Regions from separate parts of the Gossypium hirsutum genome. Here regions 1 and 3 are each linked to region 2. The links are chromatin contacts, called in public Hi-C maps. All regions are on one chromosome and are shown on one strand. Each heading gives the region's core, a stretch centred on a gene start, on an enhancer-like site or on the middle of the called end of the contact. The rest is flanking DNA. Distances are from core to core; before and after follow the strand shown. Region 1 holds the start of LOC107960003. Region 2 has its middle 31 kb from the start of LOC107960005. Region 3 has its middle 25 kb from the start of LOC107960007.

The links. Hi-C and Micro-C count contacts between places; a contact is called where the count stands out from the background.
Region 1: a contact with region 2 is called in a Hi-C map of leaf, with 2.9 times the contacts expected there. The contact joins the promoter of LOC107960003 here to the enhancer-like site in region 2. A contact is called at or near these places in 4 of 34 Hi-C or Micro-C datasets (callus and leaf).
Region 3: a contact with region 2 is called in a Hi-C map of leaf, with 2.8 times the contacts expected there. The contact joins two enhancer-like sites. A contact is called at or near these places in 2 of 34 Hi-C or Micro-C datasets (both in leaf).

The regions. Positions count from the first base shown.
Region 1 is chrA05:78,799,246-78,802,400 of Gossypium_hirsutum_v2.1, forward strand. LOC107960003 reads right to left here and starts at 1,496. Exons shown (of 5, transcript XM_041112490.1): 1 at 1,007-1,496; 2 at 792-915. The coding sequence starts at 1,202.
Region 2 is chrA05:78,919,855-78,923,070 of Gossypium_hirsutum_v2.1, forward strand. No RefSeq gene overlaps it. Among protein-coding and RNA genes, the nearest start is that of LOC107960005, 31 kb to the left of the region's middle. Within about 2 kb of position 1,762, at least 8 of the 9 cell types and tissues checked have an H3K27ac peak or open chromatin away from gene starts, as enhancers often do. A contact at or near this core is called in leaf, where this site is marked.
Region 3 is chrA05:79,015,184-79,018,291 of Gossypium_hirsutum_v2.1, forward strand. No RefSeq gene overlaps it. Among protein-coding and RNA genes, the nearest start is that of LOC107960007, 25 kb to the left of the region's middle. Within about 2 kb of position 1,773, at least 8 of the 9 cell types and tissues checked have an H3K27ac peak or open chromatin away from gene starts, as enhancers often do. A contact at or near this core is called in leaf, where this site is marked.

The DNA.
Region 1 (3,155 bases), core at 246-2,745, 120 kb before region 2:
ATAGGATTCGCAAAACATGACATCTGAATCTGATCAGACTGGACCAGAAAAGAACATAGAACCATGAGAAACAAATGGAATCAAGTTTCTAAAAATGAAAAATAATTCAACTCAACTAAAAAGTAGAAAACTGAAGTTTGAATCCCCAAAACATGACTGCAATCGATTCATCAAAAGAAACCATAACAAATCATCACTAATATTATATTTCAAAATGGCCAACTGAAGTTTAGAAAAAATAAATGCTCTAGTTGCCACTAGCGACTCCAGGGCACATTTTAAAAGTTCCCATCACAACGATCAAATTATTAACTTAATCAATTAAACATGCCACCAATAATTATAACCCTTCTTACTAGTTTTTTGCCTTTTTCTTCCTATTGCCTTAAAAATACATTGGACAAGATTAAGTAAATTATACGAAAACCTGCCAATAACTGATAACAAAACTAAGCTAAGCATGAATATGATTTATAAAATCAAGGCTCTGTTTGGTTGTTGCCAATGCTTCTGCCTTTTGGTAATTATTCTTTATACTTCTTATTTCCTGAAAGCTAAAAGAAATCAATATCAATATTAAAATTAAAGATAAAGAAATATCTAAACTGAAAGCTAATTCTAATATAATTGCTCCGCATCTAAAAAATAGTAAAGATATTACAATTTTAATCCTTCAGAATTTTTATTCACTTCTAGATCGAAAGGCGCCTTTTTGCAGTTTGGTTTCAGCCAAACAATACCTTAAATTAAATTAAATTAAATTAAATTAAAGGAATAAACAAACAAATTACCAGTCATAATCATTTTTATCACCATCAGAATTAAGAAAATCATCGGCAGCGGCAGCCGCTTTTCTCGGCGGAGTCGTTGTTGATGCTGAAAGATTAAATATCGGTGAAGTTCCAGGTTTAGATCCTACAGTTTCAAGAAATTACCAAATTACCAAAAATTAAAATTAAAAAGAAAAAGTGCCCTAGAAAAGTTGAAGAAATTTTAGAAACTTCACCTAATGGAGCGTCGAAGTCCTCATAGGAGTGATTAAGAAGAAGATCACTCTGTTCTTTCTCACGTTTTCGCATCTCGAGAAACAATGCAAGCTCTTCTTCTTTCTCTTTCATCATCGAAGCTCTTAATTGTTGCCGTTGTTTCAACACCGCCGCTTGCATTGCCGTTTCTTGCTGAGCCCTAAAGCTCCGATTCATCTTTCACCTCCTCAAATTTTACTCCTCGCGGATCAAAATAAGCCTTATCTTGTTCTTCTTCTTTCTCAGCTCTAAACGCAGCGCGTCCAAAAAGTGTTCGGTGAAGCTTGGGAGCTGGGAATGGCGAAACGACAATGGCGGAGAGTGGTGAGGAGTGCAAATAATAGGAAGGAGGGAAGGGTGAAATAGGAAGAGCAAAAGAAATCTTAAATGACGGAACAACTGTAATCTTCAGCTCTCCTCCTCTTTCTCTCACTTAAAGCCTACGTTTTTTGAGATTTTTGCTTTTAGGTGGATGGAATAATCACAATAATGCCCTCTGTTTTTAATTATATTTTCTTTTTATTTATTTTTTGTATTTATGTCCGTATTGTTTTATTCACCATCTTCGTTCTTATCTTATGCCCATATTGATAGATTCCTTGGGCCTCAGGCGATCAATTTTACCTACCATTATAGGATTAACATAATTTTGATTCGGATTTTGTTGCCATTTTTTATTTTTAAGTTAAAAAGTCACATTTGAAAAAACAAAATAAACAAAATAAAATAAAATGAAAGCTACTTGTTTGTTTCAGTTTGCTAGCCCTTAAGACTTGTTTAAATAGTTGAGTGAAATAATGAGGAAGCCATTCATCTATTTTGGTTCACGTGCCATTGGAGCCACTTGTAGCTTAGTTTTGAAGTTGTTTTGATTTGGTTGGAAACCATTCTCACCGTCTATTTTTGGAGGTTTGAGTATGGGTTAGTTGGACCTGATTTTTGAGTGTTGAATCTATACACTAAATCTTGCGATTCCAATTTTGGGAATAAAAAGAATACAAATATATTTTTAAAATTAAACTATAGCTCATTTCAACTTTAGCTTAATGTTAAACAGCATCACTAGCAATGTTTATGTTGTTTATATTTGGTCTATTGATCTGGTTAATTGTTTTTTGTTGATTTATTAATTGAGTCTTTAATCAATGTTTAATTTAATCAGTTGGTTTTGTTTTCTAGCATAGTGGTTTGTCATGGGATATCTTTAGTTTTAAGGATAGTGGCTTGTTATGGGATACGTCTCTAGTTTTAAAGATAATAGTTTGTCATAGGATGTAAGCCTATATAAGGCATTCAGTTGGTTTCAGAAATTATCGATCAGTTTAGTTTAGCTTCCCTTATTTTTATTGTTTTCTTATGTTATCTGTTGCGTGTTCTACATCATGATATCCGAGCTAGGTTTCTGTATCGTTTGATGTGTTTCCTCTTGGCAAAATGAGTGACCTTCATGTCATAGGTGGAGTTAAGAAACTCAATAATCAAAACTACAAATCTTGGTCAACATGTATGACGTCATGCTTGCAAGGCCAAAACCTGTGGGAGGTGGTGAACGGAAGCAAAATCACGTAACTAGTGGCAGAGCCTACAAGTGATATGATGCGGAAGTGGAAGATTAAAGAGGGCAAAGTAATGTGCGCTTTGCATATGACAGTTGAAAAAGACGTGCTGGAGCACATCCGAGATGTCAAAACTCCTAAAGAAGCGTGGGATACATTGGCAAGTTTGTTCTCCAAGAGAAACGACACGAAGCTTCAACTTCTTAAGAGCTAATTTTTGTTGATGGTGTAACATAACATGACAATCTTGCAGTATTTTTCACAAGGTGAAGCCGTTATGCTGAGATGGTTCGTGACGAAATGTGCAATTGTACACAATCATTATCAAGTAATACGTAAGTATTAGATTTATTGTCTCCACAAGGACTGTGTTTAAATCAATAATTGTAAAATTATTATTCATAAATTGGTTAAGGAAAACATATAATTTTGAGTGATAGGTGTCAAATTAAGTTAATTAACTAAATGAAAGTTAACCTAAATACAAATAAAATGAAATGCAAGGTGATGGTTTAGCAACAATTTTCACTAGTTAACAACAATAACATAACTAAACTAGAATAATTACAACATT
Region 2 (3,216 bases), core at 512-3,011:
GTGACTCTCCTTTGGAAGATAAAACAAAAGTATCTTCAAAAAGAAGGGGAATTTATAACACGACGTAAAAGATAAAGCCATTGCATTAAATGATGAACCACCTTATTCGCATCCTTTAAAAAAGGTTTACAAATGAAGGAAATCTTCAACTAACAAATTAAACACCAACCTCCTCCACCGCACAGCCGAGTGAACTATCAAATCCTCGAAGACATATGCTGAAAAGACTGCACTATTCTTAAAGAAATCAAAGGAAAACAGAACAACAATAGAAACTGGAATATAAAAAACAGAGAAGGTAAACTCAATTTGCTATTCTTTCAATTCATGAAATTTGGAAAAGTAAACTTGTTTTCATTCCTACAAACGTACCCTATATACACATGGCTTCTACTGTTAACCACTGAATTATAACAATATACCTACTAAACAGTTTTAACCTCTACAACTACTATTTTGTTTGTAACTCCCTAAACTACTAATTGATTTTAACAAATTCTTCAACTATAAACTTTGTTAATTATGATATTTTAATATTCACCTATCTACTCCACTTTCGAGACCCGCAAAAGTTGTCGAAGTTTACAAAAATATGAAACTGATAATGGTTTAGTAAGGATGTTCGCCACTTGGTCACAAGAGGGTACTTTGCCGACGATAAGAGATCAATCGCCAACCTTCTCACAAACAAAAAATAGATCAAGATCTACATGTTTAAACTTTGAATAATCGCTCCGAAATTGCTTAATGTCTTTCCCAAATTGAGTTTTTACCATATTCTGAAATTGACTAAAACACTCAACAGCTTGAGATTTGAGTTGAATAAGAAATATCCATGTAAACTTACTGAAAACATCAACAAATGAGATATAATACCAACTATTACCACAGTTAACTACTGTTGGTCCCCATAAATCTAACACAACCAATTCAAATGGAACAATATATACTGTAGTTGAACTCAAAAATGGCAACTTGTGAGACTTTCCCTTTTGACAAGCAAAACATACATGATCAAATTTATTTTTATTCGCAACAATATTACATGTCTTTAAAACTGAGCTAACAACACAAGCTGAAGGATGTCCTAGACGACGATGCCAAACTTCAAATATTTCATCACTCAAAGAATCCAACACTAAGATGATATTATGTGTGCACGGAGTCATATGAGCAGCATTTTTGATTACCGGTGAGAACCTATAAAGCCCATCATGAGTGTGGCCCGGCAATAAAACGTCCTGAGAATCACACAGTGAAACAGGTGAAACTATAAAAAAAACATTATTCTCTCGAGCAAATTGTGAGGCGGATAGCAAATTTTTTCGAATAGTTGGCACATGTAAGACATTAAATAAATGAAGCAATTTATTTTGAGTAGCTAACGTAGAACGACCCACATACTCGATTTTAGCATTCGTACCATCAGCTATTAAAAGTGCAATATTACCTGAATACGGAGTGGATTTATCTAATGCCGATGCGTCTTTAGACACATGATGAGTTACTCCCGAGTCAGAATACCAAAAATCTATATTATTATTTTTCACGAGTGAAGGAATATACGGCTCCTCGGACCTAAATGCTTTAGTTCCAAATTTTGATCCAACACCATAACCGGATGAATTTGCACTGGTCTCACTTCCATTTGAAAACTCAAGCCCAGTAACATCAAGAATTTGTGAAAGACCGAATCATGATGAGGACTACATAAGTGGGCCTTGAACGAATGGTCCCACACCGGCATCATGATTCGGACCTTGGAAAACTCTCGCTGTAAGTTTTGTAGATCAATTGCGACACACTCCATTTCCTACATGCGGCCTATTTCCATTTAAACTTCTTGGCTGCCTATTTCCATTAAAGCCTTGTGGATGTCTATATCCATTACCACTTTGTGGCCTAATTGCCGATGGCCCACTTCCATTGTGACCATATAATCCAAACCTTAAAGACCCAAAACTCATATGGTTAACAAATAGACTAGGGTCTTGAAAGCATACCATATTTTCCATTAGGGTTATACCGTTCATGTGTGGCAGCAGCCAAAGGCGAGCCAAAATCCGTACCAGTGGTCAAGCTAGCAATCAGACGCCTTTCATGATTAAGCCACTGGTCCATTGTCACCGAAGAACTCTCAAATGGTCCATTATCCTTTAGATCTGCAACGAACCTTATTGTTTCATCAACAGGGTTCTATTCGTAGGTTTCTAGAGAAGACACCAACATCGAAGGTCCATCATGACGCTGGTCGAACCTTTAGTAGCATCATTGCGCTAAATGGCCACTCCTTCCATAGAGCTAACATTGTACTCGTCCGTATGCACTCTTTTCACGGCTATCGGAGATCACTCGTTTGCCCCTCATCGTGGAATCCATGGACAGGAATGATGAGCTAACATCATGGCTCAGCATGTTTTCTTGAATAGAGGTTTCTGTCACCATCCTCTACTGTCAGCTTTTGTGCTCTAATAAGATGTCTACTAGTCACCGCAACGGGAAAGGCTTCAATGAGAAAGAGGCTAGAGTGACCGTCGCATCAAACTCCAGCGAGAGCTTCGCAAGAATGAATTCTAGTTTTTTCGATTCAAACACTAAATGCCTAGAAGCTTCTAACAGTGCACAAGTATTATGGATTTTTGAAACATATTCTTTGATTGTGTGAAATCCTTTCTTGATTAAACTTAATTCGTGTTGAGTTTAGACACTTTTGCTCTCGATGCGACCACAAACATTCGATTTGCAATCTCCCACACATCGCTAGCCTAGTGAATCCTTGTAAAACACGATAAAAGAGAGTTGTTAATCATGGACAAGAGCTACGAAGCAAGTAATTTGTCCTACTGCTGAAACACTATAAAATCAGGGTTTAAACACATTTTCCTTTCTTGATCTAGGATAAAATGTGGAGGTACTGGAATAGATCCAGTCACATAGCCGGTAAGACTATAACCCTCAAGTATTAATTTCAAATGTTGTTGCCATTATACAAAATTATTATCTTCTAACCTTATCCTTTCATGACGAGGAAAATTCTGAATAATACAAGATCTCACGGACTCGAAATGGCACAAAACTACAAGACTCAGAGTAGGAGTGGACGAGATCGGAGGCACGCTATTGGAAGCAAAATTTGATTCAATAGACATTGTGTTAATCGTAACGGAAGGCGCCTAAGATCATGCAAAAGATACCATGAAATGACTGAACTATTCT
Region 3 (3,108 bases), core at 523-3,022, 95 kb after region 2:
CTCAAAAGAGGATAAAAAACCACGGGCAAAGATAATTTTACTATAATGGCAAAAGAATGAAGAGTACAAAAGATGGAGATAAAAACTAAACCCCGAAAACCCGAAAAACAAAGAACCCTCAAACGTAAACACAAAATTCTCTGAATGTGTTATGAGTTCTAATCTAATGGGTGTCTCTTTTTAATTCTAAGATTGTAAAGGAGCCTATTTATAGGCTAAATTAGTAAATCAAATAAACTATACTAATAAATGCTAAATATATTATACTAATAAATACTAAATCTTCTAGAAAGAAAATATATTTTTGTTTAACTTGACTTGCAAGCAATCTCTTAGAATTTGGGTCACACAATTCTAACATGGAGAAAGGCCTAATTTGGAAGGTTGGTACTGGTACTAGTATTTCAATTAGAAATGATATATGGATTCCAGATTTTAGGAGTTTAAGGCTATCGACCGTTAATGGTGATTTGCGTGTTGATAGTTGCTGAGCTAATCAATAATAATGAAAGAAATTGGAATAGAGAACTGATAGCCAATACCTTCCCAGAAGAAGTAGCTGAACTGATCCTTCATATCCCTTTGGCGATGGAACCTCATAGTGATTTTCTGGCTTGGACCGGAGAACCTTCAGGAGAGTATACAGTTCGGAGCGCCTACAAACTATTACAAAGTGGGGATCCTAGAGCTTATGCTGTACAGAACGTCTATAGTGGTTTTTACAAAAAAAACTTTGGTGCCTAGATCTACCTACTAAGATTAAAATTACAATTTGGAAAATTACCTGGAACTATCTGCCTACTCGGGTAAACATGCAACTTAGGAGACTAGCAAACAACACAACATGCTCTCGATGTGGTGTGGAAGTAGAAACAATGGATCACCTATTTCGCAAATGCTATGTGTCAGTGGCAGTGTGGGAAACACTGCCTGTATTTAATTTTACACAGTGGACAAACCTAGAGTTTGAGTAGTGGCTTACCTAAGTGTTTGACTCTCTCTCATGATCAGTGTAGAATTTTCTGTAGTGCGCTTTGGGTCATTTGTGGAGACCGAAACGCTCGGATACATGAAAACACAAACAGACCAGGTCAGGAGATAGCAAAATATGTTCCAAGTTACCTACAAGAACTTAAGGGGGCTGGTAGAAATACCCATATTACTCCTAATGTTGAAATTAAGTGGACTCATCCATCTGGGTAGGCTGTTAAAATAAATTTTGACGGGGATTTTAACGAGAGGAATCACCAATCGGCGTCAGGAATTGTGGTCAGAGACAGTAAGGGCCTCGTTATCATTTCTTGTTCAGAACTCCACAGAGGGGTGGCTTCTCTTCTTGCTACGGAAGCTCTAGCTTGTCGAAGGGCTACCCAGATTGGCCTCGAAATGCAAAGATCAGAAGCCATTATAGAAGGTGATTCACTATCGATAATAAAGAAATGCAAGGAAATAAAGCTAGATAAATCGCAAATAGGGGCTTACATTCACGATATTCAAGAGATGAAGTCTAGAGCCCGTAAGTTAAGATTTGAGTATATCCCAAGATCAGCGAATGGTCTAGCCCATATTTTAACAACAGAATCGCTGAAGAGGAAAGAAGAGATGTATCTGATTGAAAGTTTACCAAGTTATGCAGAAGGTCTGATGAGAAGGGAGAGGGTAAAAGAACCAGATCGAAGAAATAAAGAGAAGGAAGAAAGGGGAAGAGTCTCAAAACAAAACAGATCAGTAGTCTTTGTGATAAGACCCCCTTGGGAACTGACGTCGCCATTAAAGATAGAAGTGACAGATGAGATGGAAAGTCAGGCGTCAGAATATCTGATTGGGCAAGTAGGCAGTGGCTTAAATGAGTTCTTTAGATTTTTCTCTTAGAAGTAGATCTGTTTTTTTTTTCTTGTTAATGATTTATTTAGTTTCTTTTCAAAGTGGATTGGTTTTTTCACGGGCCAAATTTTGTCTTGGGCCTACTTTTAAGTTTAGCTTGTTTTCTGTAAACTTTTTTGATCTATTTTAAAGCCCAATCTGATTATGATTCAAAAATAAAATAAAATCTATGGTTAAGATTAAAACATTATTCTAATTTTAAATATGCCTTTGTTTTTATATTTCCTTTTCCTTTTTATCTTCTTCCTCAACCATTAATTAAGATACTAACAAAAAAATTGTAAGTGCAAACAAAAAAAAAATCTCACCAGTTTCCACTAGGACAATGGAGAAATTCATCACTTAATCTTTATTTACCTTCTTTTACTATTTAAACTAATTTTTTTCATGAGTATGAAATTTCTAATTAAATTATTTAATTCTCATTATCATGGATGAAGTTAGAAATTCTTTTTAGAGGAACGAAATTAGTTTATAATTTTTATTATAGTAAAAATGTAATTTTAACATTTTAATAGTCTATATTTTTATAATTTTTAAAGGATTAAATCAAGATTTTATTATTTTTAAGAGAGTAAAGTGTAATTTTCTCTTTACTAATTTAAAATTTTAAAAATTTTAAAGAGTCAAAATGAAAAAGTTTTTGTGAAAATAAAATAAAATAAAATAAAATAAAACAAAATAAAGAACATACAGATTTTACGTGGAAACCCTTTCGGGAAAAAAAACCACAGGCAGAGGAAAAGAAAATTCACTATGTTGAATTCGAATGAAATACAAGAGGAATAGACTATGTCTATTTATAAGCTTCTAAAGCCATATTATAATAATATTGAAACACCTTATTCTAATCAATATAAAATAGATGGAGTTTAATAAAGTTTAAAAAACCTTATTCTAAAATAAAATAAAAGAAGTGTAGTTTTATATGAATTTTACTTTTATTTTATTTTACCACTATATTTTATTTAAATAATGATTCAGGTCATTTAATTCTAACAGTTTTCATTTTAAGAGGTTGCTGCTTTTAATCCATATTATTTTTTCACAAATGCTATTCTAAACGTATTTAAACATTGAAAATGAAATGTAGCCCAAAAATAATCATAAGTTGAAAAACCATTGTGTATTTAAATTTTAAATTTCACCTATCATATAATTCCTTCTTCCATTAAATGGATGCATTTCTTTTTCTTTTTTCTTTTATAATTGATTTGCAAAATA